Regions from separate parts of the Mus musculus genome. Here regions 2, 3, 4 and 5 are each linked to region 1. The links are chromatin contacts, called in public promoter capture Hi-C maps. All regions are on one chromosome and are shown on one strand. The core of a region is the stretch at or near the end of the contact, and the rest is flanking DNA. Distances in the headings are between cores, read along the strand shown.

Evidence for each region. Promoter capture Hi-C pulls out the DNA fragments that hold promoters and counts their contacts.
Region 2: a contact with region 1 is called in a promoter capture Hi-C map of pre-B cells, with 6 times the contacts expected there. The contact joins the promoter of Ctu2 here to the promoter of Gse1 in region 1. A contact is called at or near these places in 1 of 39 promoter capture datasets (pre-B cells) and 1 of 115 datasets of contacts at active chromatin or transcription factors (thymic regulatory T cells).
Region 3: a promoter capture Hi-C map of embryonic stem cells shows a contact between it and region 1, with 5 times the contacts expected there. The contact joins the promoter of Cyba here to the promoter of Gse1 in region 1. A contact is called at or near these places in 2 of 39 promoter capture datasets (embryonic stem cells and pre-B cells).
Region 4: a promoter capture Hi-C map of liver shows a contact between it and region 1, with 3 times the contacts expected there. The contact joins the promoter of Zcchc14 here to the promoter of Gse1 in region 1. A contact is called at or near these places in 1 of 39 promoter capture datasets (liver) and 1 of 115 datasets of contacts at active chromatin or transcription factors (pancreatic cancer cells).
Region 5: a promoter capture Hi-C map of liver shows a contact between it and region 1, with 4 times the contacts expected there. The contact joins the promoter of Map1lc3b here to the promoter of Gse1 in region 1. A contact is called at or near these places in 2 of 39 promoter capture datasets (the C10 cell line and liver), 1 of 484 Hi-C or Micro-C datasets (liver) and 2 of 115 datasets of contacts at active chromatin or transcription factors (large pre-B cells and pancreatic cancer cells).

What each region holds. Positions count from the first base shown.
Region 1 is chr8:120,535,139-120,540,598 of GRCm38.p6, forward strand. It overlaps Gse1 (genetic suppressor element 1, coiled-coil protein), which reads left to right and starts at 2,271. Exons shown (of 16, transcript NM_001145896.1): 1 at 2,271-2,424. The coding sequence starts at 2,418. 1700016A09Rik (RIKEN cDNA 1700016A09 gene) reads right to left here and starts at 2,588. Exons shown (of 1, transcript NR_151732.1): 1 at 1,754-2,588. Mir7687 (microRNA 7687) reads left to right here and starts at 3,558; the gene lies at 3,558-3,616.
Region 2 is chr8:122,472,946-122,478,405 of GRCm38.p6, forward strand. Ctu2 (cytosolic thiouridylase subunit 2) reads left to right here and starts at 3,198. Exons shown (of 15, transcript NM_153775.2): 1 at 3,198-3,350; 2 at 3,570-3,644; 3 at 3,961-4,039; 4 at 4,232-4,291; 5 at 5,240-5,300. The coding sequence starts at 3,283. Rnf166 (ring finger protein 166) reads right to left here and starts at 3,129. Exons shown (of 6, transcript NM_001033142.3): 1 at 2,918-3,129. The coding sequence starts at 3,072.
Region 3 is chr8:122,430,122-122,435,581 of GRCm38.p6, forward strand. It overlaps Cyba (cytochrome b-245, alpha polypeptide), which reads right to left and starts at 2,819. Exons shown (of 6, transcript NM_007806.3): 1 at 2,689-2,819. The coding sequence starts at 2,746. Mvd (mevalonate (diphospho) decarboxylase) reads right to left here. Exons shown (of 10, transcript NM_138656.2): 9 at 4,683-4,791; 10 at 3,475-4,054. The coding sequence ends at 3,974.
Region 4 is chr8:121,648,703-121,654,162 of GRCm38.p6, forward strand. It overlaps Zcchc14 (zinc finger, CCHC domain containing 14), which reads right to left and starts at 3,231. Exons shown (of 13, transcript NM_080855.2): 1 at 3,023-3,231. The coding sequence starts at 3,199.
Region 5 is chr8:121,587,618-121,593,077 of GRCm38.p6, forward strand. Map1lc3b (microtubule-associated protein 1 light chain 3 beta) reads left to right here and starts at 2,821. Exons shown (of 4, transcript NM_026160.5): 1 at 2,821-2,947. The coding sequence starts at 2,908.

The sequences.
Region 1 (5,460 bases), core at 1,021-3,520:
CTTTTCTGGCCTGAGTGCACATAGCTGGCTCACTGCTGTCCCCCTGTGGCCATCGTGGGTGTCTGTCACCCTCTTGCTACCTTGGACAGTCTGGGGCTGGATGGAGACCAGACTCCTGGTTTGAGAAGCTGGGGGAGGATGCCTGGCTCACCTGCAGGCTTGCAACCTTGACTACTTTCTGGGCAGGTACCTCATTTGAAACCCCGGTTGGGGGTACGGTTTCAGCGGAGCTGCCTTGTATTGGGGTGGGGTGGGGGAGAGCAGCCAGCTTCTTAAAAAAAAAAAAAAAAGCAAAACAGGTGGTAGCTCATAGTGGTCACCCACAAATTTATAGGATGGCCTGCCTAGTTCTCACCAAACAGGTGACTGAACTTGGCCTTCTAGATACCCTAGGGAGAAAGGTGCGACAAGATTTGGAGGAAGAGCCTGGTGTTGTTACCTGGGGAACCTGGCCCGCAGGCAGCGCGGCCAGGTGCGAGCTGCTCATTTACATGTTGTCCCCTCCCCACCCCCCCAAGCCAGTAATCCAGGTGGGAAAGGGGTTGGACCAGCCCGGGAGGTTTTTCATTTTGTTTTTACGGCTCGAGGCCAGTTGTTTCTCCTGACACCTCCCTGTCCCCCCTCCCCCCTCCCGCGTGCGATTCCCGACGGGTAAAGGCGCCTCTCCCCGCCCCCACTCCTGGGGAGCCCGGCGCATCCTCCTGGTCTCCAGCGTCGTAAACTTGCGGAGGCCACGCTGCCCCGGGCGACGCGAACTAACGCGTGGACCAAAGGCCGCGCAGCGCGTGTGTGGGGCCAGGGACCCGGTGGCCGCAGGTAGGAGCAGCAACTCCGCCCTCCCTCGCCCGCCCGTTTCCCTTGTCGTTTGTGGTCGGCCAGGGGCTTGTGCAAGACTGGCCCGGCGTGCGCCCCCGCCCCGCGGCATCGGCGGCTTCTGCTGGCGCGGGCCCCGAGCGCTGCCCGCCGCCGGCGTCATCGGGAACAGATGGACGGGGGGTGCTGGCGCCCGCGCTCGCTCCCGGCGCTGTCCCGGCTGGCGCGGGAGGGAGGAAGGCGGGGGAGGCAGCGCGCGCCTGCGGAGCACTGCGCGGGCATGTCCCGGGGCAGGTTTGGGGCTGGCACCGCGGTGGAAAGTTGAGACCCGCAGCGGCGCTGAGGTTCCCCCCCCAACCCCCCCGGTGCGGTGGCCTCCGGGCTTGAAAGTCTGAAAGTGGAGGATCATTAAGAGAGCTGTGTAGAAAGGCCGGGCGGGGGAGACCCCGGGACCTCGCGACGACCTTGCCACCTCGATGGCTGCTCTCTGCGCGCTGGGTCCGGCCGAGGGTCCCCGGCTGCCTGGCTCGCGCTGTAACCTCGCGCTTCCCGGGTGGCGGGAAGGGGGTGTTTCTAGGGATCGGTCGCGTTGTGGGCGGGGACGCTGGGGCCCACAGTCCCTCTCCGCGCCGCCTGTGGGTGCCGAGGAATTTCAGGACGCTCCCTGAGTCATCCCCGTGAAGTGCCTGGGTGAGGTAGGGTGGGTGGGGGTGCCAAGAGTGGGAAGGCGGTGCGCTGGGGCCGGTGGCGCGGTGGGTTGTGCCAGTTTCTGGAGGCGGCGGCCTCGCCTCTGACCGCAACCCCAGCTACTTAATGATGCCCCTGGCGCAGCGGCGCCTCCGTGGACTTCTCGAACATGGGCTCTTTAAAGAACTAGAGCCCCCGCCGTTTGGCCTTCTCAAAAATTCCTTAAAGCGAGATGGAGACTTTGCAAAACTTTGGGACAGAGGCTCGTGGCCCGAGCTCTTAACATTAAGTCCTTTAAAGTTGTGGTAATAGATCAGGCATCTTGGAGATCGAGAGAGGCCAACGGCCTATATTGTGTGGTCCCCTCCACTCAGCACAAGGAAAGGCCTATCCCTCCCCTCTCTTAGTGGGTGGCCAGGTGCCAGGCACTGTTCCAGGCGCTTGGGGAGGCGGCTATGAGGCTCGGATATGGCAGGCGTGTTGTAAGCCACTCCTCCCTACTCTTGGAGATGAGTGGCCCGCGAGGCCTCTGAGAGATCCCCCTGGACTGTCCGGACAGCCAGGGTCGCCAGGAGCGCGGGGGGCGGCACCTACCCGGCGGGTTGTGACCGCGCTGGGTGCTCCGGGCGGTCTGTCGGTGCGCGCGCGTGCGCTTGCGGCTGAAACCCGACACCTCCCGCCGGCTGAGGTCAGGGCGCCGGGAGCGAGCCGGGGCCGGGGAGTGGGCGGCGTTGCGCTTGGGTGTGTCCTCAGCGGCGACAGCAGCAGGTGTTTCTTGGCCCAGGCCCCGGAAGCTCCACCTCCCCGAGCGGCGGAGCCGCCGCCGCACAGCCCCGGGTGAGATAAGCAGTTCAGACAAACCCGGGCGACGGTGGCTCCGGCATGTGTCAGGAGCGGTGGAGCAGCGGGGCCCTGGCATGAAAGGTGAGCGCGCGGGTGGGGGATGGTGGCGGGGGTTCCCTCGTTCTTCCTCTCCCCAAGTTTGTGGGCTCGGGAGGGGCGCCAACGGCCGGTGCCAGGTCCCGCGGGTGTGAGGGACGAGAAGCGCGGGGCGCGCGGCCGACCTGAAGCCACACTCGCGGCTGCGCGCGCGCGCGCTGGGCTCAGCCGGCTCTGCTGCCGCGGAAGTGCGCGGGGAAGTGCGCGGGGGCGGCTCCGGGGCTCGGGGTTGTAGCAAAACTTTGGATGGGGCGGGGGCGCCCAGGCAGGTGGTTGGATGGGGGGGGGGGTGCTTTACCTGGGGTGGCAGTCCAAGGGGCCTCCGAACCCCCCGCCCAGCCCTTCCCGCTCCGCCTGGATGCGCCTCCCCGCCCCCCGCGGCCGCGCTGACGGCGAGTGGCCCGCCCGAGTGGAGCCGATTCAATTATATTGCAGCACCAGAGACACCTCGTCGCCCGCCGCCTCTCCGGCAGGCTAATTAAATTCCCTTCTTGGAGGCGGAGCGGGAGCTGGGCTGCCCTCCCCGCTGCCCGCCTCTCCGAGCGCCGGGAGGTGGCGGGGGCCGAATAGGACTGCGAGGAGCAGGCTTGGGGCCGCAGGTCTGGGCATCGGAGCCGGGAGCGAGCAAGGGGCGCCCCCGCGCACCTGCCACCCGTGGTGGGGGTGCCAGCTCGAGTTGGGTCGGTTTGGTGCAAACCAGCCTTTGTCTTCCATGCATTTAAAGCACTCTAAACCCTTACTAGACCCCTGCGGTGCCTTATCTGTCGCGGTTGGGGCCCACACAGGTTGGGGTTTGAAAACAAGCGAGACCACCAAATGGAAGGGGGGAAAAAAACAAACCAAAATACAAGATCCTTTTGTAAAGAGGACCGGAACAAAAGGCGCAGCCTCGCTCTAGGAGGGAGCATCGGGCCTAAGCCGATTCCCAGCACTGGGGGACAAAGAGGCAGGAGGTCTTGGCTGGCCGCTTGGCAGTGTCTCAGTCTGAGACTGGTTTACCCCCTCTTCCCGAGGAAGACAAGGCCCCCCTGGCGAGCAGCCTTCCCTGGGCGTCCGTGTTACTTAAGCTTGGCTACTTAAGTGTTGCTTAGCCTGTGTTTACAGCCGCCCCCACCCGCAGGCGGGGAACCTGAGGCGCAGGCTGTGTCTGACTCAGCCACTCAGTCGCCCCGCCACAGGTGAGGGGGGCCGGGGCACAGGCTCCGACTGGCAGCGTGTGTCATCTGCTATGCTGGGTGTCACGCCCCACCGGGTGGACCGGAACAGGGTTGCTGGCAGCCTCCCTCGATGGGGCTCGCTGTGCCGAAGCCGCTTGCTCAACACTTCTCACAGCCACCGGGTCACGCCTGACCACCTCCTGGGGTGTGTGTGTGTGTGTGTGTGTGTGTGTGTGTGTGTGTGTGTGCGCCTTGATGGCTTGGTACAAGGTTGGCTTTTGTCGCCTGGTTTGGCAGCTGGAGCGGAGGAGGCTTGGGGGGAGGGGGCGCTGGTGAGCAGCCAGCCAGAGACCCGGGGTCAGCCACGCCTTCGGAAAGGAGGTGGGAGGCCTGTCCTGGCTTTGGGCTCTGTTGTGCCTGCCTTAGGGCAGGTTCCGAACCGGGAAGGCAGAGAGGCCAGATCAGGCCCTGACCTGTTGGGGGCAGCTAGTAGGATTCTGACCAGTTACGGTTGAAAAGGGGGTGTATATAGTTAGTTAACATTTTAAAATTACTAGGAATCAGGCCTTGTCAGGCCCCCATTAAGCTAACCTTGGGGCTGGCCTGGGGCGATTCTGATGCCTCCAGGTAGGTTTTTAATGGGGTGGGGGTGGTGGGAAGCTTCCAAAACAGCCTGACCCTTTGGAAGCCTCTGGTTGCTCTTGGCTAAGCTGTCCCTCTGGCAGGCAGGCAGGCGGCCTCTGGCTGTGAGTAACTTAACTTCCCTGTCTCTGGAGGAAGTTGGAAGCTGCAGATCTCAAAGGGCTGTGCGGTTTGCAGAAAGGCAGCCACCTCAGGGCCCTGCGCCTCTAGCCAGAGGAAGGGGGAGGAGAGGTCTGCACCACTTTGTGGTGGACCCTGGGCCTGCACCTTCCCAGCCAGGCCCTCGCCCAAGCCCGCCAGAGTCCTTCCCCAGCTGGCCTTGACCCTTCAGGCAGGTGTGGTCCATTTCCCCGGCTATGAAGGAGGTCTAGCCTCAGCTCCCTGCTGCTGGTCTCCTCCTCTTCCTAGAGACGCAATGAGTAATAGCCAGCTGCCGCTTTTTCCCCCCTTGCCCCCAGGAACCCGCAGGGGCTTGTGGAGTGAGCCAGCAGGGCCGGTTTTTCCTGGCTCCATCTGCAGCCTTGGAATGCCCAGCCTGGGTTACTCCAAAGCCTGGTGGGGTTGGATAGGAGCCTTCTGGGGGGGGGGGCACGTTAATTACCCGTGTTGTGGCAACAGCCACAAACCCTCTATGAGGCCCAACCCCCACCCCTTTCCCTCTCTCCCTCTCCTGGGATCTTAGGGCAAGAGAGCATGTTTAACCTGCAGAGAACTACGTTTGAGGTGACATTTCAGCCCCGTGGCTGTGCGGCAGACCTGCCGAGTCACTTTAATTTCTGCCCCCATGGAGTCTCAGATCTCCGAGTCCTGGCCAAATGCAGCCCGCCAGTACTGCTGGCTTCACTTCCCACTATGGCCTTTCTCTCCACCCCCCCCCCCCCACAAGGCACACAGGCCACAGCCTAGGAGGTGACGTTTCTGAGTGTTCCTGTCAATGAGAATTTATCGAGTGCCTCCTGAACCCGGCCTCGCACTCACTGCTGGGAGGTGTACAGACAGATGAAACGAGAGAGCATCCAACGTGCTGCCAATGTGCGCTCCGGAGGCCTTTTAATCTGGCCTCTGCAGAGCATCTCCCCACCAGCTCCTTACACTCCCTCATGCTCTCCACCCCAGCCAGATAAAGCTACTTGAGCAGTCCCTTTCTGGCAAAGTCCGTGTCCTTGTACAGGTTGCCCTGGGTCTGGTGGGCTCCAGGCACACCCGCTCTTCTCCCCTCGGT
Region 2 (5,460 bases), core at 1,948-4,447, 1.9 Mb after region 1:
CAGCCAGGGCTGCACAGAGAAACCCTGTCTCGAAAAGCCAAAAAAAAAAAAAAAAAAAAAAAAAAGAAAATATTCTTTGAAACAATGAGGGTGGTGGACCCCTAGGTAGTGTCAAAGGTCCCTGCACCCTTCTTTTTGATGGAGCTACCACCTGGCAAGCCATATTAACAGAGCCAAGAGAAACAAGATCAGCCTGAGAGTCGACACTCAGTGGGTGTGAAGGACTCTCGGAAGCACTGTCCTGCAGTCAGAGTGGCTTGCTCTCACCTACCTCACCCTGGCAGAGCAGGCAGAGATGGCACCAGCAACCACACACCCAGACTTGGAATCCCAGTTCCGTTTATAGGAAATGTGCAGCACGGCCCAATCCCGAGAGTGAGCGAACTGGTGAGCAGATGCCAGGACTGTGCAAGGAGTGGCTGCTTTTTGGGGTGGAGAATGTTCTAGATGGCGCTAAAGGTTGTGTGACTGAGCATGAGGGGAACCAATGGCTTCTACAGTTGTTGAGCTTTTTGAGGCACAAGGCTGGAGAGATGGCTCAGTGACTCACTGGTTAAGAGCCCTGGTTGCTCCTGCAGACATGGTGGCTATCGACTGTCTGCAGCTACAGTCCCAAGGCGGTCCAGTGCCATTTCTGGCCTCCATGGGAGGTGCATGCATGATACAGACATACATGCAAGCAAAACACCCATAAAACAAAAAATAAAAACCCTAAAAACTTTAACAAAAAGACTTCACTTTGTGGCCTGTGCCAGGCTTTGAACTCATTCCTGTCTTACCTCAGTCTTCCAAATACTAGGAGTGCTACCAATTTATAGGTAGGAGCCACCATGCCTGATCTGAATGAACAAACCATGCAGCCCTATATTCTACCTCAGAGAAACCCACAGGGAGAGCAAGGCCACACTGGGAAAAAGGAAAATGGTCCCAGAAGAGCAGGCCTTCAAAGATGCTGGCGTGGCCAGAGGAAGGCACTCCTTCTCTAAGAAGGCGAGGAGGTCTCAAGTCTACGCGGTGACTCTCCCCAAGAGGAAGTAGAACGAAACGTGGGGCTCTTGGCCTAGTTTCCAGACCACACTTCTCCCACAGAGAGTTCCTGCCTGCATCTACAGAGGCTGGTGTAGGGCAGCTTCTCCACCATGTGACACAACTGAGGGCGTGAATGTGGGAGAGAACACCCATTGCATTGCCCCTTCCTGTGTTCTTCCACCCTCAAGGCAGCCAGTTCCCTCAGGCAAAGTTGCTTTGTGAAGTCTCAAGACTGCTCCTCTGTGGCCTTGGGATACAGCCTGGAGCACACCTCTACAGTGGCCTTGGGATAGTTCCTGGAGCACACCTCCACAGTGGCGCCACTGGCAGGCCTCCTGCCTGTATCTGCAGCCACAAAGTCTCCCCACTTCCTCTCCTTCTCTTGTCCGGGTAGCAGTGCAGCAACTCTGTAGGGAGGGTTCTACTCACAAAAAACCTCAAGAAGGAAACAGCTTCTGGTCAGGAGGTGAAGACAGAGGGATCAGTGACATTTTAAAAGGTGATGTGAAAACTTAACCCTCACACTTATTTTAAACAAGGGCTACACCCAACAGACACTGCGAATTAAAGGTAGGACTGAACAGCTGGGGAAACGGAACTGGCAAAGAAAGCAGGGCCACCTTCCCAAGGTGACGCTGTCCAGATAAAAGCCTGCAGAGGGAGCAATGGGAACAGGTTTACAGGTTTAAAGGTGCTTTTCAATCCCGTGTTCTACCTTTCTAAGAGGACAACACATACTGATTGGTGAATAGTAGCAAACTGAAGAATGCAGCAGTGGCCTGTGTGCACCGAGTGAAGGGATTGTAAAAAAAAAAAAAAAAAAAAAAAGACAACACTTCACAGAACACACCGTAAAACACCCACTTGTGCGTGCATACAAAAAAATGGGTCCTGATCCAAGGCTTCCTGCTAGAATATCACAGGAGCATTAGGCTGAGCAGGAGCTAGCTGTGCTCTTCCAAGACAACCTAGCAGAGCTCTCCAGAGGGATCCAGTCTTCGGTTCAGCCTGACACAGGGGGCAGGGAAAGTCAAGGCAGCCCTGGATGGAGACAAGGTCTCTGCCACCTCCCTGTATGACTCGCAGGCACACGCCTACCCAAGCGGCTCCAGTTCCCTCTGCATTAGAGCCTCCAAAATCAGCTGCCTCTGTTTGCAAAATGCCTCCCACCAATCTGGGTGCACCTTGTCCTGCCCCAAGCAGAGGGGCTGTCTGCTGACAAGTCCTCCTCCTGCCCGTTCTCTATCGGCTAATCTCAAGAGCTGTACTGTGGGGAGGTCATGGAGCAGACGTTCTATCTTGGCTCCCTCCCAACCAGGCTGGGGTTGTGAAGGCCCTGAGCACCGCTCCCTCCCGCGCAGAGTCACATCCTCAAGTTTCTGCTCCTGAAACACGGGAGGAGGAGCCGCTAGATTGGGGGTGGGGGGTGTCTTGGCTCAGCTGGGCACCTAACGAAGTGCTTGATGTCTGGGTCCCTTTAGGCCCCGCTACCTGGAAGCTTCCTGTTCAGAATAGGCCAAGTCCTTCAAAACAAAACACCAGGCTCCAAACGCGTCCCTCTCCTAACTTTAGGGAAACTCATTTCCTTGACAGTCAACACGAGTAGACATGGGGTGGAACAGAGTGGGTTGCAGAAGCCACAAGTCGTTTATTTACAACGGCCCGCTCACCCGATCTCTGCAAGCCCGGACCCCCGCGCTCGGCGCAGCGGCCGCGTCCACCGCCCTCGAAGCAGCCGGCGGCCGTTGGCAACGCGCGGGGCCGGGGCGGGTGCAGGGCGCGCGCGCGGCCGGCGGGCAGGGGCTGCTTTCCCCACGTCTCCTTTCGGCCGCCAGCCACGACCCCGGCCCGGACCCCCCTCCCGCGGGCTCCCGGCGCGCGCTCTCACGTGTGGCCGCAGCTGCCGATGGCCACTGGCCGATGGTACACCTCCAGGCAGATGGGACAGCTGAACTGCGCCTCCAGGCCGCTGTCGCCGCCCGCGGGCCCAGCCGGCGGCTGCCGCTGCTGCGCCGAGGCCACCAGGCTGCGGAACATCGCCATCCCCGGGGCAGGCCGCCGCCGCCGCCCCCTATCCAGGCCGGCAGACCCGGCGTCACTGCCGCGACGGCGCCGCGCTGGCGTCACCGCCCAGGCCCCACCTCCCCGGGTTGCGTCACGACAGCGCCCGCTCGGCGGTGACGGCATCTCAGCGCGCCGGCATCTCAGCGCGCCGGCTCCTCACGCCACTCCGCAGTCGGGACCCACCCCTCCATGTGTCAGGCCGGTGAGGATTACGCGGGGCCGGCGCGGCGGGAGCCTCCGCCCGTGCCGCGGCCAAGGTAAGAACCTTCTACCACCAGGCCGGGGACAGTCCCCTTCGGTTCCCCACCAACCGGAATTCCGGGACTGCTGTGAGTCGGCGGCTAGAACTAAACCTAGGCCCTGGCGCGTGAGCCTGGCGCTTCCTCCGCCAGCTCGGGCCGGGAAGCGCGACCCTGACTCCCCCAAGCCCGCCATGGTGCGAGAATTCTGCCACATATGTTCTTGTTCTCTCAAAGCCGGGAGCAGAAATGTGTGAAGTGCGCAGAAGGCCTGCCGGTGGTGGTGATACGAGCGGGAGATGCCTTCTGCAGGTGAGATCTGGGCAGCCGTCCCCACCCCACCCCACCCCCACCCCCGCACGCCCCTTTTCCAGGCTTGCTTGTTTTCTTGTAAAGGCGCGGTAACTTGTAAGTGCTTAGCCCTAACCGTAAATAGTGGTGGGAACCACTGGTGACGACCCTTGTCATCTAAACTAGGCACACCCGTCAATTCAACACTTCAGAGTCCATGACAGGAGAATTACCTCCGATCTGAGGCCAGCTTGGGCTGCAGAGATGACCCTGTCAAACAAAATCCCACAGTCTCCTGCGCAGGTGCAGCCAGCCTCCCTTTGCTTCTGTGTTACAGGGTTTGTTTCAAGGCATTCTACGTTCACAAATTCAGAGCCATGCTTGGGAAGAACCGGGTCATCTTTCCTGGGGAGAAGGTACGATGTGTGGTGCCTGGGCGCTCGGCTGTCAGCCCTGCTGTCTTCCGTTTATGTTCGTTTCTTCAGCTGGCCTACTGTCCCTGGACATTGAGGGTAGACTTGGTGTCTGGGGCTGTCCAAGAAGTGGACAAGACATGCTCATATTGCGGATGCATGCCTCCGTGCTGATGCTGCCCTTCCCACCCCCAGGTGCTCCTGTCCTGGTCTGGGGGCCCTTCGTCCAGCTCCATGGTCTGGCAAGTGCTTGAGGTACATCTACACCATCTTCTGGGCGTAAGCTTCTGGATTGAATTAGCAGGGGCCTCCTTCCTCAGCCTATACTATGGAAGTTTTTGGTTAACACTAGACAGTACCCCACCCCACCCCAACTGGGACACCTTTAGGATGTCCCATATATATTCAGCAGGTGTGCAGTCCAGACACATGCCCTACACAGGGTCCCAGGCTACATCCCTATTGAGCTTTATTTGTTAGGACACAGTTTCAAAGATTGGCCAATCATGACAAAGAGCAGAGAGAAGCATTTGCCAAAAACAACGGGAGAAGCAGCATAGGTAGAAGGGAGTGGGGCAGATGGAACGGGACTCAAGCTAAGAGTGTCTGAACCTGCAGAGGTATACAGGGTTTCCTTGAGGGACCCCATGCAGAGCAGGGAACTACATGCTCTCTCACTGTAGGGTACCAGCTAGAGGGGCCAGTGTAGAGGCTGTCTTGGTAGGGGAGGTCTCAGTGGCGGTGCTGCTCCAGTGTGAATGACCTGTGTCGTACTTGAGTGGCTTTTGTGTCACCTGCTGGTCCCCCAGACCTACACATGTGAAGGTGAGAGCTCACTGTGAAGCCGTCAGTGTCTGATACCGCTTCTCATGGGAGACTCCGCCCCTGCTCTCCACGTATTGTCACCTCAGTTCTTACATTTCAAAACACTTTCTGGGGATTCTGGGGAACCCAGCAGATGGTAAAAGCGTTCCCCATGGCTCAGCCGCTGTCTCAGGTTGCTTAGGTGTCAGAGACAGGCTGGGGGTTGGGGAGAGTTCTGAAGTTTCTGATTCAGATAGGACATGCCCTCATGCAGGAGGGAAGACTTGGCCCCACACACCCCTGTGAGGAGGAAGGCCTAGGCAGTTTGGTCCACTGACTGGAGCATACTTCCAGAGAAGTGCTTTTGGCCAGAGCTGAGTCCTGACACTTCCCTTCTAGGGCCTGAGTCAGGATTCTGCGAAACGGCTGCGCTTTGTGCCAGGAGTCATCTATGTTGATGGTATGTGTGGTCACTCCTCTTCCTAGTCCCCAGCCATGCATGAGCCCCACAGGCTTTCCAGGGGACAGACTGGGGACAGAGGTGCCTTCCAATTGTATCGAAGGGCCCATGGTTGAAGAAGGTGAGCTTAGAGCTGTCTTTGGGACAGAAAGACTAGCCA
Region 3 (5,460 bases), core at 1,569-4,068, 1.9 Mb after region 1:
GGGGAACTCAGCGTCTCACATGCTCGCCCTTCTTGTACAACGTGTGACACAACTTCTGTGTAGAAAGCTCCACGTCTGTGTGGTTCCTCTTGGCTTCCTTCTGTTTCCTTCTTCAAGGTGATACATTCGCAGTGTACCCACTACCATCAAGAGCTGATCGGTGTGTGTGTCTACAAAATTCCCTTTCTCAGATCCAGGTGGCCATTTATCTCCTTTGACATTCAAGAACACGGGTCCCTCTTTCCAGTGGGACCAGCCCCCCTGCCCAGTGGGTGCCGACTCCTCACAGGGTTCACTTCCTCAAACGGTGAGTGTGACCTCATGCCAATAGGGTGTTAATCCCACAGCCACCCATAGGCCTACTTGAGGTCTCTAGTTTCTGCATCTGTGGGTGGAGGCAGCCTCACCCCTACACCCTCCTCAGGCCCAGGTCTCAGGCTTTGGCTGTTTGGGATCCCTGGCAGCAACAGCTCTTGGCAGCTGGAGGGACTGATGCTCTATGACAATCTTGCTAGGGTGCTGACTCCTGCCTTCTTCAGTACGAAGACCCTGGAGCAGCCTCAGGAAAAGCTTCCATGCTGTTCTGGACATCCCCAGACTCCAGGTCCCTCTCCCACTCTTTAAATAGTATTGGTGTTTTGCTATGCTGGGCTTGAAGCTCGGCTACATATTAACCTTCCTGTTTTGCTGGTCAGCTTTAAGGGTGCACTCTGCAGGAGGGAAGGGTACTTTGTCACACATTCACTCGGCCTGCTACCCATAGTCCTTAGGGACTCATGTCCTCACTGTGAGCTTCTGCTACACTGACCACCATGAGTGGGAGGGGTCATTCTTTACCCAACAGGGAGACCCAAGGACTGATTCTCAAGCCCCTGGCTTGCTGAAGTGATACACTGTAACAGAGGGTTCAATCCCAGGGAAGCCCACTATCTGAGGTTGATGTCTCAGCAGGTGGCATCTGAGTCAAGACTGAAAAGGAGGCATCAGCTGTGACCCCAGCCAATTGTACAAAAAGCCCCCCCCCCCCGCCCCCCTCCCCGTGCACATTCAGGAAACTCAGAGACAGAGAAGGAGCAACCTAGCAAGGAAGGCAGGAAGAGCCCAGGAGACAAGCAGGGGGGTCAGGAACGGGCTTTCGTCTTGAGATGGAGCCAGGTAATGGGGCCAGAACAGATGGAATTTTCTGTGATTTAGAAAAAAACAAAATAGGGGGCTGGAGAGATGGCTCAGGGATTAGTAGCGAGGGTTGCTCTCCAAGGGACCTGAGTGGGGTTCTCAGCACCCGCATCAGGCAGTTCAGAGCCACCCGTATGTAACACCAGCTCCATGGGTTCCAATACCCTCTTCTAGCCTTTGTCTGCAAGCGCCCCCGCACTTACACACATGGCCAGACACACACACAATCTGAAAAAAATCAAATGTTAAAAAAACAAAAGGAAACAAAGTACATCCCTGTTGATTGGACCTAGACAGTTCAGAACCTTCCCAGGACAGTTGTGCTTTCCCGTAAAAAGAAAAGTTAGCGGAAGTCACACTCGGTGGAGAAAGTAAGTGGCCACAGCCTGTGACTCCTCAGCACAGGAGACTTGTGTCAGCCTGAACACCCTGAACAATTAGCTGAGGCAGTACATAGAGACCTTAGCACACACGAGGACAGGAGACACTGCATGGACAGCGCTCGCCAGGTCTTCCCACCCTTAGGTGTGTCTGGCACCCCCACTTCCTGGAGGTAACTTTTGAAACCGTCCATAGTGGTCACAGGACAAACCACTACTGGCAGGAGGCTGGGAAGGGTAAGAAGGGAGACTGCAGGTGGGGGAGGGGCGCCATTTTCAAAAGGTTGGGGTTGCAAGGCCTTCCACGGGAGCTTCCAGCGTGGGCTGGGGGAGATTTCTCTATCACCTCTTCGATGCGCTATTCCCGGGTGAGTGGAGGGGGGTCTGGGCCATCCTCCCTGCCCTGGCAGGTCTTTTCTGGCTCCCTTCGGCTTTGAGGCATGTCTGCAGTTTCTAGTCTCAGGCCTGCTGCTCATGGTCTGGTCTATTAGGTTCCTTTCCTGGTACAGTGAAGCCCAGGGGTCCCACTGCCCCTTGGCAAACCTCCCAGACAAGCTGAACTGTTCAAGCCACGGCCAGTGTCAACCTGACTAAAGACTAGTGTCCTGCATCTTAACTCGGCAGGCCATCAGGGCTAAGATCACTCTGAGGGGTGTCCAGACTCTTGTGAAATAGTTTCTGCGCACACTTCGCTTGTGGGATGGAGCCGATTGCTCCTCTAGGATGAGCTTAGCTCCTATCCCAGGCCCCTCGGGGAGAAGCCGGAGCCCGAGTGACCTCAAGGCCAGAGTCCCAACTCCTGGCCAAGTGGGCTGTGCGCAGAAGAGGGTCTTCCGGGGGTTTTCCTAACCAGGCGGGAAACCACCGAGTGAATGTCTCTTCCCCAGCTGTAAGCAACTTCCTCCTCTGAGGTCCCAGCGCGGACCCAACAGGGTGCAGGGCGGGGTCGCCTCTAGAACAGGCGGCCGAGCACGGCCTGCAGCGGCCACCGCCCGTCCTGTGCCCGGAGGCCCCGGTAGGTCTCTCCGAGGATCCGCGCTTTGAGGTCCGCAGAACCAGCCCGAGCCCTGCTTCCCCCGCGGTGCCCCACGGGTCCTGAGCAACCCCTCCACCCGCAGCCCACCTCACTCACTCAGGCCAGACGCCAGCGCCTGTTCGTTGGCCCACATGGCCCACTCGATCTGCCCCATGACGAGGACCCTGCGCACACGCAGCAGCCCGGTCCAACTCTGCAGCCCACTTCGCAAGTCCTCACTGATCGGCCCGCCCCCTGCTCAGGCCCCGCCCTGTCGGGCTGTGCCCCAGAGGCCTCCTCTGCACCTTCCCTTTGAGCCTTGGTGGGTGGGACAGTCTCCCCATCGACCTCTCTCTCCAGCTGGAAAGTACCAGGGCCACTTGTGACTGCTTGTGACTTGTGACCGTACCCCCCCAGGGCCAGAGGCGTAAGTCACTTCATCCACCTGCTCCTCTAGTTATCAGATAAAGGCTGCTCCCTAAAAGGAGATGAGGTTACTTCCGACCCACTGTGAGCTGGGGCAGGTGTGTGTCCTGGGTCACGTGACTACGGGGTGGGGGTAGGGGACCATAGTGTGCAAGGCTGGGAAAACCCAGAAAGCAGGGGACAGAACACCGGAACACCGTTGTTCTGTTGTCTCTTTCCTCTGGCCTAGACCAGCTCCAGCAGCTGTTGCATGTATGCTGGGGTATGACTTAGGGTGGTCACAAGGTGGCAGGAGACTCTCACGGGGCTGGCTTGTGGGCAGTGGGAAGTGTTCCTGGCAGGACCCACTTCAGCCCCCACCTCTCCACTACATAGGGAAACAAGACTGAACTCAATGGCGGGTAGGACCCAGCAGATCAGTAGACCAGAGACCCTAAAGCGCTGGTTTAGGAAGAAAGAAGAAAGCACAGCCCACACGGGCAGGCAGGAACAGCACACTTTATTCCTGTGGTCCTCAGGTCCACTGACTGCACCCTCATGAGGCACCCACACACACAATGGACCCTACCTGTGGGCTCGACAGCCCCTACCCTCACCAGGAGGCTTTATAAAGAAACTGTGGCCTGAGTCTCAGCAGAGAGGCACCGCTGTCTGAGCCATCACGCTTAGATGGTTACTGAGGCCCTCAGAGCATCTTGGGGGAGGGGGGAGGCACCGACTCCCCATCCCTGATGAGCAGCTGTCTGGAGTGCTGGAAGGTCCATCGAGTGGGTCAGCTAGCCCTTCAGAAACCAGCGGGGAACCGGAGGCACTTGAGAGGGGTTCCCGTGATCGCCTAGATGGCTGCCCATCACACTCGACATCCCCCAGTATAATCGATCATCAAGCAGCCCTTCAGGAGAGGCTGACCAGCAGGCCAGCTCCCGAGTTCCAGTGGGCAACCCCTTTCTCCAAATGGCACTGGACGTGGAAGAGGTCAAAGGTCCCGTTGTGGCAGTCCATCCTGGCCTAGCAGATGATCATGAGTGTCGTCTAGGACTTGAGGTCCTGGTCCGACCTGGGGGGAGAAAAATCAGTGTCCAGTCATGGGGTGCGGCAGTAGCCGCTGCTCCGGAGACTTTACAGGTCAGAGACTCTAAGGCAGGATTAGATTGGGGGGGGTGGTGAGACACGGGTGGGTCCCTTCGTGGTAAGTCCACACCAGCTTGCGCAGGATGAGCCTCTCAAGCTGCCTGGGGTTCCATTCCGGGCTAGATTGTGGGGATCTTAGTGACCCTCATCTCGTGTGAAAGGAGGGACCCAGAGCAAGCCTCTTTGAGCAGGATCAGGAGACGCGGGGATGCTGGCGTGCTTGTGGTGGGTTACATCCTGAGAGCAGATTCCCAGGGACCCCAACATCTACCTCTCCTGGCAAGTGACTGCTTTTTATCATCTTTCTGTCCAGAGTACATAACCCTCACATCCCGCCCCCGCTCTCCTCTACGAGTTGTCCCTAAATGACCACTGAGGGGAAATGAGTAAACCAGACAGTGTCCAATGACTCTGAGCCTAAGAACGCCATGTGGCTACTTCCGTGCCGTGGCTGATGTGGGCTTCTGCCTCCGCCCTGAGACACAGTGGGGGAGGCTTGGATCCTCCCTCCCTCCGGCAGGTAAGGGGGTGCCTGCCGTGTGTACTGGCCTCACCTGAGTGGCAATGATGTACTGGACCCCACCAGGGCTGGGCTCCACCGCCAGCGCGGCCTTCAGCTCATCAGAGAGAAGAACAGGTGCCACCTGCAGCCCCTTTAGGAACCTGGGGAAGAAGGCAGAAGCGTGTTCATGAAGTTGTGCACGGAAAGCCCAGAAGAGCAGCTCCTCAGATACGGTGGTCTGGGTGGGCTAGGGATGGCGCGGGTGAGGAGCGCAGGGGTCTACTAGGAGGGAGGGTTTTTTTTTTGTTTTTTTAGGGATCATGAGAAGATGGAGAAGTGGCCCACACATTCACATTCAGACCAGTCTCAGAAGATAGACCCATGCCAGGAAGAGACAAGAAACCACACACTCAGCTGGGCGTGGTGGCACACGCCTTTAATCCCAGCACTCAGGAGGCAGAGGCAGGTGGATTTCTGAGTTCGAGGCCAGCCTGGTCTACAGAGTGAGTTCCAGGACAGCCAGGTCTATACAGAGAAAACCCTGTCTCGAAAAACCAAAAAAAGAAAAAAAAAAAAGAAACCACATACTCACAGGTTCAGACTTGTTCGGTATGGAAGAAACTGGGGCTTTGCTTAAATCCCCCACTTCAAATTTATGAGGTACCGAACCTGCTCATCAGAGTGCCTCATGCATTGATTTCCTAGTAAAACTCACTTGTGGGCTAGAACGGTGGCTCAGAGATTGAGAACACTCTTGCAGGGATCCCGGGTCAGGTGCCCAGCACCTACATGGCAGCCCACAACCATGTGTGACTCCAGTTCCGGTGGCT
Region 4 (5,460 bases), core at 1,981-4,480, 1.1 Mb after region 1:
AACTCACAGACAGACATTTGGCCGTGTCTCTTGGGGGCTGGGTGGGAGAATGCAGGGACGGCTCACAGGCTCGGGTATCTGAACAAGTTCAACGTTGCTGGCCACACAGCTCTGTACAGCACCCTGACCACAATTCAGAGGGAATGCTATGCTCTCTTGTACCAGCTACCGGACACCAACTTGAGGTGTCAGGGCAGCCTTGAAGTCAGAGCCTCCTTCTTCAGCCTCCTGAGTGCTGGGGTTGGTTACAAGTTGGTACCTCACACCCATTTAAAAGTCTTGATTTAACCTGCTTCCAAAACCAAGGTTTTCTACTAAAAAAAAAAAAAAAAAAAATGCAAGCACTGCTCTCAGCATCCTGAGACCACACCTAAGGGACAGGAAGCACCCAGCAGGGTAAGGCCTGCAGCCCCTCTGCAGCCCCTAATGCTCCCACACCACAGACAGCAAATGGTTTTCTAAAGTAAGCCATGCCTACGTAATGCATCCACAGCTAGGCTTGGTGTGTCCCTATCCTCTCAGCTCTGCAGAGGCTGAGGCAGGAGGATAGCAATTCCCAGGCCAGGGTGAGCAAGACAATGAAACCTTGGTCTTTATTTTATTTTATTTTATTTTATTTACATCCCAAACACTGCCCCCACTTCTAGAGTCCCTCCCCACATTCCCAAAACCTCGGTCTTTAAAATAAATAAACCACACTTTTAAACATCTAGGGCTGCTCTGAACGTTATACATTTAAAATAAAAAGGGAAAAGAAAGCGTAAAGAAGCTTACAATACCAAGCTTTCCAGAAAACTCAGGTAAGAGAAATAAACATTTAAATCAGACAACATCCAAAAACACTCCACACCTTCACTTCTGAGAGCAAAGTCTCAGTCCTAAGTTCAAAACCAAGTGACACAGCTCAGAAAGAAACACAAGAGCCACCTTCTGCTGAGGATGCAGAGGAGGCCGGAGTTCAGTGCTAAGTGGCTCTCGGCTGGACTTCTCCCTCCAAGGATCCCCCTCCAAGTACACACACAATCAGGCTTCAATCTCAGAGCTACAAATGAGCCCAAGTTCAGCTTTGGGGAACAGTCCCTTCGGGAGTGACTCAGAGCCAGGGAAAAGAAAGAGAAATGGACCTGTTTGGATCTGAGCAAGTGAGACCCAGCCTTCATTGCTAAGTCAAGAGCCCCTGTGCCAGGGCCAAACAATGTCCCCCAACTTTCTAAAGAAAACCCCAGCCCTATCAGCCACAGGATTCCTGAAAACTGCAACAGCTGCAAGCTCAGGACGAGAGCCGTTCGGGCAGACAACGCATGGCTCCACAGAACCACTGACAGCCAACATGGCCGGGAAAAACACGGGGAGCACAGCTGCCAGCTGCCCTGTCACCTCTGGAGGACTTCAGCCCAGCCTCCTACAGCACAGGAGACCAAGGCGGGCGACCAGTGCCCAGACCCTGGGGACTAGATTAACTCCATCTCGCCGTGGACTTTTGCCTGAGACAAAGGCCATCTTATACAGGCATTGTGAGGGCTGGCTGCAGTGGGGTGGGGCTCAGTGGCCAAGCACCTGCCTGGCATGCACAAGCTCCAGGCTCCATCCCTAGTACTGTGTGGGTGGGAGAGGACCCAAGACATTTGTTCTAGACACTTCTACTCTGAATTCACTGCCCTGTTAAAAACCAGTCCCCATCTCCTACAGAGCAACCCGGACCTGATGCGTCTGAGCTTCACTCACACAGGGGTCTGGCAGCCCAGGTTGGGAGACAGCAAGCTCCTGCTCGTGGATGAAACTAACCGCAGCTGAGGAGACCACAGAGAGGTGACAGCTGGCTGGCCTGAAGAACTTAACTTTCCTTGGGCCCTGCCTTTCTTGTTGACAGTTGCCTCGCATGCAAGAGGGAAGTGAGGTGGCAAAGTGTATGTATGTAAGAAAAAAGAAGAAGAAAAACCCAAAAAGCTAACCGAAGTCTCAGAGGCAAACGTCAGTGAAAAGATAAGACGCCACAGAAACCCATTCAGGAACCACAACCACTTCTTAGAGGAAGACATTAAAAAGAAGCCACAACTCAAGGTTCAAAGAGAGCTGAAAGAAAAACCGACGGAAGCCCCGACGACCTCACCTTGTTCACCTTGGACAGGGGAAGCTGAGTTAAGAGTTTAAACTTCAAAAGGCTCAGACTGTGGAGCAGCTGGGCAGGAGGCCCGGATGTGGCCTCTGACTACCAAGGACATGGTGTGGGACCTCAATGGCCCTTGGCACTGGTGAGCCTTTCTCTCACAAGAAACCTGGGTTCTTGGCTCCAGGGCTGCTGCCGGCCTCCAAAGGCCCAAATGCACACCGACTCCATCATCCACAACTCCGGGCTGCAGCTGAGAGGGATGGATACTAAAGAAATGAACTCCATCTGCTAGTCACCATGGCCCCCAACCACCCAGCCTTCAGCTTCCACGAGAACCACGTGCTTTACCAGTCCTCAAACATTCGGGCCACAGCTGGCATTTCTGAGTGGACAGTCAAGCTGCCCTTCCTGCCCAGCAAGCTGACATTATCATCCTAAGACCAGATCCCACCTCAGTGAGCTTGGGTTCTCCCCGATGGTGGATCACCACTGACAGCATACCCGCAGACCCGCTGAGGCTGCAAAGCCCCTGTCAAGAGCCAGGCTCTCCAGACAGACACGCTTAGCAGCGTGCACAACCCCCACGATCGCACACGCAGACACGGGTTCCTGTACATCGTACCCCTGCCATGCACGCCCGGGGACACCTGACCCAGACAGGCAGGTGGCAGGGCCCACCTGCGCCCAGGTTCCAGGTCGGTGCAAGTGGACATATCGTTGAGTGTTATGTCACCTAAGAACCGGGATTGACAGGACAAAGGCCTTCTCGTGTCCCCAGCCTGGGCCGTGACACCGAACACACAAAGGGGGCCGCGCGCTGACGCAGGCCTCCGGGTCCCTTAGTAGGTCATCTCCAGGCTGGCCGGTAAAGGACCCCAGCCGCGCTGCCCCACCGCGCGCGCTTGCGCTCACCTTGTGGCAAGCCGAGCAGGTGGGCAGCGCGCCGCTGGGCCCGGGCGCGCTCTTGCCACCGCCACCACCGCCGCCGCCGCCGCCACCGCCGCTGTTCAGGCTGCTCTGGATCTGTGTGAGCTCCTGGCGCAGCACCTGCTTCTGGTGGAAGCTGAAGGCCGGGTGGTTAGAGGCCATGGTGAAGAGCAGGAGGAACTCATCGCCCGTGCGACCCTCGTTGAGCTGCAGCCCGTAGTTGTGGATGATGGAGTCGGTGTGCGTGAGCGTGCGGTACAAGACGCCCGCCGCCTCGCGCTGCTCCGAGCCCAGCAGGGCCAGCGACACCAGCAGCTTGCTGCGCACCACCTCGTCCGTCAGGTTGGTGAGGCTGCCCAGGTCGGCCGGGTTGTTGGCCTTGATCTCCGAGTCGCGCAGCGAATGGTAGTCCTTGCGTGCCAAGTCCTCCAGGCACGAGCCGAGGAAGCGCAACTCGAGCGGGATGCACAGGTCCAGCAGGCCGCACAGGAACTCCACACGCTGCGGCGACGGCAGTTCAGAGAACCAGCGGTACACGCCGTCCCTCTGCAACGGGCAACGCTTCTCCACCATGCTGCCGCCCGCGCCGCGCCCGCCGCCGCCGCCGCCGCCGCCGCCGGGCCCGGGAGCAGCGCGCGGGCGGCCGGGGGGCGCGCAGGGCCGCGGCCGGGCGCCGGGCGAGGCCGCGCGCGCGCGAACGGGGCGCGGGCCGGGCGCGCGCGGGCCGGGGGAGCCGCCCGCCAGGGGCCCCGCGGCGGCCGGAGCCGGGGCCGCGGCCCGGGCGGCCGGGGACGGCGAGCGGCCTCGGGGCCGCCGCTCACGGGGAGGCGCCCTGCCCGCGCCCGTCCCCAGCGGCGGCCGGTGCGCGGCAGCGGCGGCGGCCGCTCCTCGTCGTCGTCGTCGTCGCCCGGGAGGCGGCCGCCCCCATCTCCCCGCGCGCCGCAGGGTCTGTCAGTGCGGGCCGCCCCCCGACGGAGCCGCCCCGGCCATGCCGCCTCCTGTGCTTGCGCCCAGGCCGGCCGTTACCCGCTGCGAGGCTGGGCGCGGCGCCCGGACGGGCCTGGCGCGGCGGAGGGATCCAGCGGGACCCGCGGACGGATCGCGGCCCGGGCCGTCGGAGCTGAGCAGAGCGCGCTCGCGAGCACGGGCAGCCGCGGCCAGCGGAGTGGGCGGGGTGGCCGCCTCTCGCGACAGCCCGGGCTGTCCGAGCCCGCCCCCCCACGCCAATTGGCCAGGCCGCCTGTCCTGCGCGACGGCTCGTTTCGGCAGCTCCGTAGGATTGGTCGAAGTCTAGGCGCCGCCTCAGAGATGGACTGTCGATCACGTCGGGTCCGCCTGTGCCCGCCCCCTGCGGACCGGCGCTAGGGGATTGGTCGGTGGGAATCGGCGTGGTGGAAAACTCGGGATGGAATTTTAGGCGCTTTTGTTCCCTCAGATTAGCCCGGAGCCTTGTTTTTTGGGCAAAGCCGGGCGTTGGGCCTCGGTGCTTTATTCATGAACGTGACGGCAAGGAGGCGGCGATGGGCCCAGAAGCACCACCGGCTCCGGACTTCCCTCTGATCTGCCCACCCGAGCTGTGTGACCTTGGGCGAATCGTGATTTCTCTCCGAGCCCCTTGCGCCTCCCGGGGAAGATGCGGGTAATAATACCCTCCCGGGGGGCTGCTGAGAGCTCACAGTGGGCGAGCACCTGCGTTTTTGAGGTGGCGGGACCGCCTAGGGCGAGGATGATGGGAGGAGCAAGCCTTCTTCCCTCCCCCACCCCAAGATCTACTTGCCAGGTCTGTCAGCTCGTTCTGTCAGCGGGCATCTCGGGCCCTGGAACCGAGAAAATGCAAACCCGCGGGCAGAGGCAGGGCTAAAGGACTGCCACCACCCTGGCTTTTGCTTGGCACCGGGATGCAATTGGGGGAAGGACAGGCGGGCCTCCTATCCCCTTCCAGTGCTTCGGATACAGGGCCCGCCTTGGGCAGACGGAGAAACTGAGGCCTGGGACAAGACGCCCCGCTCCCATTCCTAGATGGAGTCTTCTGACATCCTGGGGGTATAGGCCGATGTCCCTGGGCATCGAGTGTTGAGACCTGGACTAAGCTGAGCTCCCCTGCAGAGCCTGCAGCCAGGCCTTTGGAACTAGTAAATAGATCCTTCCAGTCTGGTCCAAGGTGCTGAAAACTCTCTCGGCGGCAGAACATTCCCGGCCTTGGAGCTCCCACCTTGAGCGGACGGTGCCTGCCAAGAGCTGGGAAACTGTTCCCTTGGCCCTGCCCACCTTCTTGAGCGCATTTCTCTGGCTACCCCAGTGTACTGGGAGGTTTGGAGGAGATAGTCCATTAGGCACCCCTACCCCCTTTTCCCAGGGCAGGCTACTGAATGAATCCTAATTCTCTGCAGTTTGGGGGAAGACATCCATTCCTAAATCTAAGA
Region 5 (5,460 bases), core at 1,571-4,070, 1.1 Mb after region 1:
AGTTCCAGGACAGCCAGAGCTACACAGAGAAACCCTGTCTCAAAAAAACAAAAACAAAAACAAAAAAACAAAAACAAAACAAAACAAACAAAAAAAACAGACTATCTTAGAGCCTTCTGTGCTAGCTGAAGAACCTGCTGGGGGTAATGGTTCTACAAATCCTGGTTCTGTCAGTTTGTGGTGGTGGTGGGGGCGTGGTGTTTTGTTTGAAACTTGTTACATAGGGTCTCACTGTAAAACTCTGTCCTGGAACTTATATATAGGCCAGATCTGCCTCCTTCTTCATCCCAGGTGCTGGGTTAAAGGCTTGGGCCACTACACCCAGCTTGTAGCAGTTTTAATTTATGCATGGACAATACATTTTAGAGTGACTCCATCTTTTTTTCTTTTCCCCCCAAGACAGGGTGTCTCTGTATAGCCCTGGCTGTCCTGGAACTCACTCTGTAGACCAGGCTGGCCTCAAACTCAGAAATCTGCCTGCCTCTGCCTCCCAACTGCTGGGATTAAAAGCGTGTGCCACCACCACATTCTTTTATCTTTTGATATAGGGTTACAATGGACATGGTGGCTCAAACTTTTAATTCCAGCTCTGGTCTACAGAGAGAGTTCAAGGACAGTCAGGGATTCACAGAGAGACCCTGTCTCAAAGGGAGGGACTTGGGAGTTATCTGATAGCTGAGGGTGACCTTGGAATTTTATTGCTTTGTTGGCTTGGTTGGTTGGTTGGTTGGTTGTGTCTCCCCCCCACCCACCCACCCAGACAGGGTTTCTTTGTAAAGCCCTGGCTGTCTTGGAACTCAGTTTGTAGACCAGGCTGGCCTCGAACTCAGAAATCTGCCTGCCTCTGCCTCCCGAGTGCTGGGATTAAAGTCGTGCACCACCACGCTCAGCTTTTTTAAAGGTTTTTACTTCAAGACTTCATGTGTATGAGTGTTTGCCTGTATGTTTACATATGTACCATGTGTGTGCCCTTGCCTGAGGAGACCAGAAGAGGATGTTAGATCCCCCAGAGTGGGAGTTACAGCTGAGCTGCCATGTGGGTCTGAGAACCAAATCCAGGTCCTCAACTAGAGCAGCCAGTGGTGGTTGGTTTTTTTGTTTTGTTTTTTTTTTTTTTTTTTTGGTTTTTCAAGACAGGGTTTCTCTGGCAGCCAGTGTTCTTAACCACCGGACCATCTCACCAGTCCCATGCGTGCCACCCTTCTTCTCCTTGTGAGACAGGTTCTCACAATGTAGGAATTTGTTGTGTAGAACAGGCTATTTCAGACTCACAGAAACCAGACTGCATCTCCCTTCTGGACACTGAGATAAAGGCCTAGGCACCGAGTCCCACTTGGCCTTGAACTTCTGATAAGCCTGCTTCAGTCTCCAGTGTGCTAGGATGACATGCCTTGGGACACCAGATCTGGCTTCCATTTTGACTTTTAGCCTGGTCTCTTGCACCTCAGACCAGAAGCTTCATACAAAACAACAAAGTTCGGGCAATTAACAATGCAAAGCAAGCAAACAAAGGAAAGTAACCAGCCCTCAGGATTTCACTCCATAATGTGTTTTCAGCTTTTCCCGGTCACAGAGATGTAGAAGATCCCTTGGACAAACAGCACTTGAAGAAGGTTATTTCCATTTAAAGGAGGAAGTCTGGGCTGTAGGGATAGTACAGTGTCAGGTGGTAGGTCTGCAGGGTCACAAGGCTGGCTCAGATGTGGCATCACTGGGGGTGGGATGGGGGTGAGGTGGCTGCTCCACACTCTAGACCTGTCTGTCACCTGCTCCTACAAACTGAAGATAGGAAGTAGCTTGAGGCCCAGAGAAAGTGCTAAACCGTGGCTGACTGACCATTGGCCTGGCCTGAGGAGACTGAAACCTGTCCTAGCCTGTAATCAGGCCCAGGCTCAGCAGGAGTCAAAGTGAGGACATGCCTGTGATAAAGCCACCCTGGGGTCACCTGAGGTAGAAGGATCTGTCTGAGAAGGGACAGCTGAGATAAAGCTCTTGGGACAGAACTGTGCTCTGTGGCTTTCCAAGGTGGATCCTGTCGGGATCAGGCCTCTGCTGCAGTTCCTGGACACAGTCTGATTGCTCACCAACCAAAAAAATCTAAAAAAACAAAAAACGTGATAGGTGGTAGTAAGGAAATGAGGGCACACATGGGCTAGCACCCTGGAAAGATAGGTGAGCCATGCCCCTCAAATTCCATGCTCAGCAAGCTCAGACACATAAAAGGGCTTTTATGGGAAGAGAGAGTGGACAGGTTGCACAGCAGGTGTTGTCATCGTCTTTCTTTTTGCTGGAACAAGTCATTGATCTTGCCCTCCAGTGACAAGTCTGTAGTCCCTAAGACCTTGCTTCTCTGCGACTTCGACTTAGGAGTAAATACTTGTGTTTATGGCAGCACAAGACTCGCAGGGGAAGAGCCACAAGATCAGATCCAACCATAAGTCTCCAGACGTCTCCATAATCGTAAAGATTTAGCAGGCAAGACCACAAGTCAGTTTTTTGTTATTTGGGTTGGGGGTGGGTAGAATTTAGGAATATCAAATACAGCGGCAAGGGAGCGGACATTGGACCACCAGCTGGATCATGCAAGGACTGAAGGGGAATGAAGTCTGCAGGACTCCATCGCACCAGCGCCCGACCCACGCAGACAGTTAACAGATGCTCGCCCAGCGTGTGCCCAGCGAGCGCCCAGCGTAGCTGGCGTAGGCGCAGGCGCATGGCTTGGGCGCGTGCACGCTTGCGCGCCGCCGAGCTTCCGCCACGCCTGTCATGGCCGCTCTCGGGGGCCGCCCTCGGCCCCACCCTCGGTGACGCGCCGCGAGTCACCTGACTCGGCTGCGGACTGAGACACACACAAGGGAAGTGATCGTCGCCGGAGTCAGATCGTCTGGCTCGGGACCCCCGCGCGCCATGCCGTCCGAGAAGACCTTCAAGCAGCGCCGGAGCTTTGGTGAGCCCCGCGGGCCCGGGGATGGGAGATCCGGGTGCCGGGAGCGCTGAATGCCCGGACGCCGGTGGTGTCTTGCGGGGCCGAGACCCGGCGGGGCCCGGAGCGACGCAGCCAGTGGGATATTGGTCTCGGGGGGGTTCGGTCTCCGGGGTAGCTCGGGTGCTCAGCGTCGCCTTGGCCGTCGGTCGCCGATGGGCTCGGCGTCCCCTGCGGGACTGGAGGCCCGACCCCGGTGGCGTAGGGTACCGCAGGCTCTGCGCGCTTGGCTGTGTCCTTCGTGGGCCCCAGGTCCGGGCGCCCCGCAAGCCTCGGAGCAGCACCCAGCCGCCTTTGCACCCGAAGTCGTCTTGGGCATATGTGTGTGTGTGGAGGGGGGGGTGGCCTTTGTCTCATAACGGAAACTTAACAGCTGTTTTGTTTTGTTTGCTTGTACTGATCTTAAGTTATTCTGGAACAGCCCTCAAGAAAGGAGTGTGGGTTGGGGAAAATGAGCCGTGCACAAACATTAGCTCTGACGCGGGTCCCCAGAGTGGCCGGGGGTAATCTCTCCGAAGCTCCATCTGGCTTGCGATTGTTTTTCTCTAGATTGCCTTCCCTCTCTCCCTAACCCAGCTATTCTGAAGAAAGCGCGGGCATCCGATTGCTGCGGCTTTCCTTTGCTTTTTGACTTTATTGGACCTAAACTGGTGGGCACTGACAGTTGAGAGGTTCCCCACACAGATGTTCAAAGCGGCCCCTTTGAGGAGGCCAGGACCGGTCTTGCTCCTTTCCAGTGAGTTTGGAGGGATTTAGGTTGGAGCTCTAGAGTTTCCACTATCCAGACTGCGGGAATGTTTACAAGGTGGATGGATTTAGGTAGGGCTCACCCCAAACCGACCCTTTGTAGCTGAAGCACCTGGGTGGGGCTTAGGGCGGTGAAGCTCAGGGTCCGCCTAGTGGCAGAGTCCCATTAGCTTTCTGTTATAAATTCTTACACTTCCAGTAAGCAGCGATCATCCCCAGTGCTGTAAGGAAGGAGACTGGCAGCCAGGAGGCCCGTGTAGGCTTGCAGATTCTTAGAAGGACGCGCCCAATTTCCCAAGTTTAGAACTGATCACGTGATTTCAGGCTTCTCAAGTGGTTCCACTGAGTTTTTCTGGGGTGATCCAGTGTTTGCTTCCCCACCCCCAAAACGGTCCTAAACTCCAGGTTACTGGGTGTGTATCCGCAGGAAAGCTTGTTTGCTCAGCCTAAATAAATAGCCCCGGGGAGAATTCCCATCCCTGTGAAGGCATTGCTGCTGCCAGGGGTGGTGATCCACGCCTTTAGTCCCAGCCTTGGAGATGATGCAGCGAGACCCTCCCTCTCAACTACACACCTAGGTGGCTTCAGTACAGGCTATTGGCCTCTGCACAGCTGTCTGCTTAAAAAGTGTCTCAGCTCTTGCAGGTTGCCTCCTAGTTCCCTGGCCCTACAGCCAGCCAGGGCTGGGCAGATCCTCTAGGCCTTCAGTTTGGACCCTTGTTTGCTTTAGTAAAGACAACTATTCCTGACTTTCCCTTTATAGTTGTGGTGGACCCTGCAAGTCTCCTCTTACCAGCTTTAACCATTTCTGCCCTTAGATCTCTGGCCCTGCTCCCATCTCAATGAAGGCAAGGGGTTTCTGCTGTCAGTGATTGGTTGGTTGATTTAAACAGGGTCTCATTGTGTGGCTCGGACTGGCCTTGAACTCAAGAGATCTTCACGTCTGTCCCCTGAATGCTGGGATTGAAGGTGTGCCATTGTGCCTGGCTGGCTGTTTGTTTCTTGAGACAGGGTTTCTCTATGTAGCCCTGATCAGGCTGGCCTCCAACTCCGATAGGGATCCGCCTTCAGTGCTGGGATTAAATAAAGGCATGTGCTACCACAGCCTGGCAAGTTTTGTTTGTGGCTCAAGCTGGCCTAGAGCTTGCCGAGCCGGGTTTTAGGTGCTGTGCGTTTAACTTTTTCTTTTACATTTTATCTGTATGGCTCATTTGCCTACATACATGTCTGCACCCTGTGCATGCCTTGTGCCCATAGATGTCAGAAAAGGGAGTTATAGGTGACTGAGCAGCTGTGGGTGGTGGGAGCTGAGCCTGGGTCCTCCTGGGGAGAAGCTGCTCTGAACTACTGAGCCATCTCTGAAGGCCGGAAGCATAGTGTGCCAGGTGTGTAAGTGGCTGTTTGTTAGAATGAAATCAGTGCAGTGACTAAACCCTGAGGTGGTAGGCAGGTGTACAATGGAGGGTTCCTCTGGGAAGGGGCAGGGAGCCCTGTGTATAGATGGCCCCATCCCATCTGTGGTGTGACGGAGACATGGGGCAGAGGGCTCAGCCAGTGCTTTAGAGTAGAGAAAGGTGCAGGCCAAGTCCATCCCCAGTGGCTTGGCCAGCTGCTTGCACCCTGCAGTGCAGAAAGCTTGCTACAGTGTTGAAAATGAAGAGAAGACTGGCCAAAGACCTCGGGCACAGCATGGGGTTCAAGGTCATCCTTAGCTACCTGAGTTCCAGGCT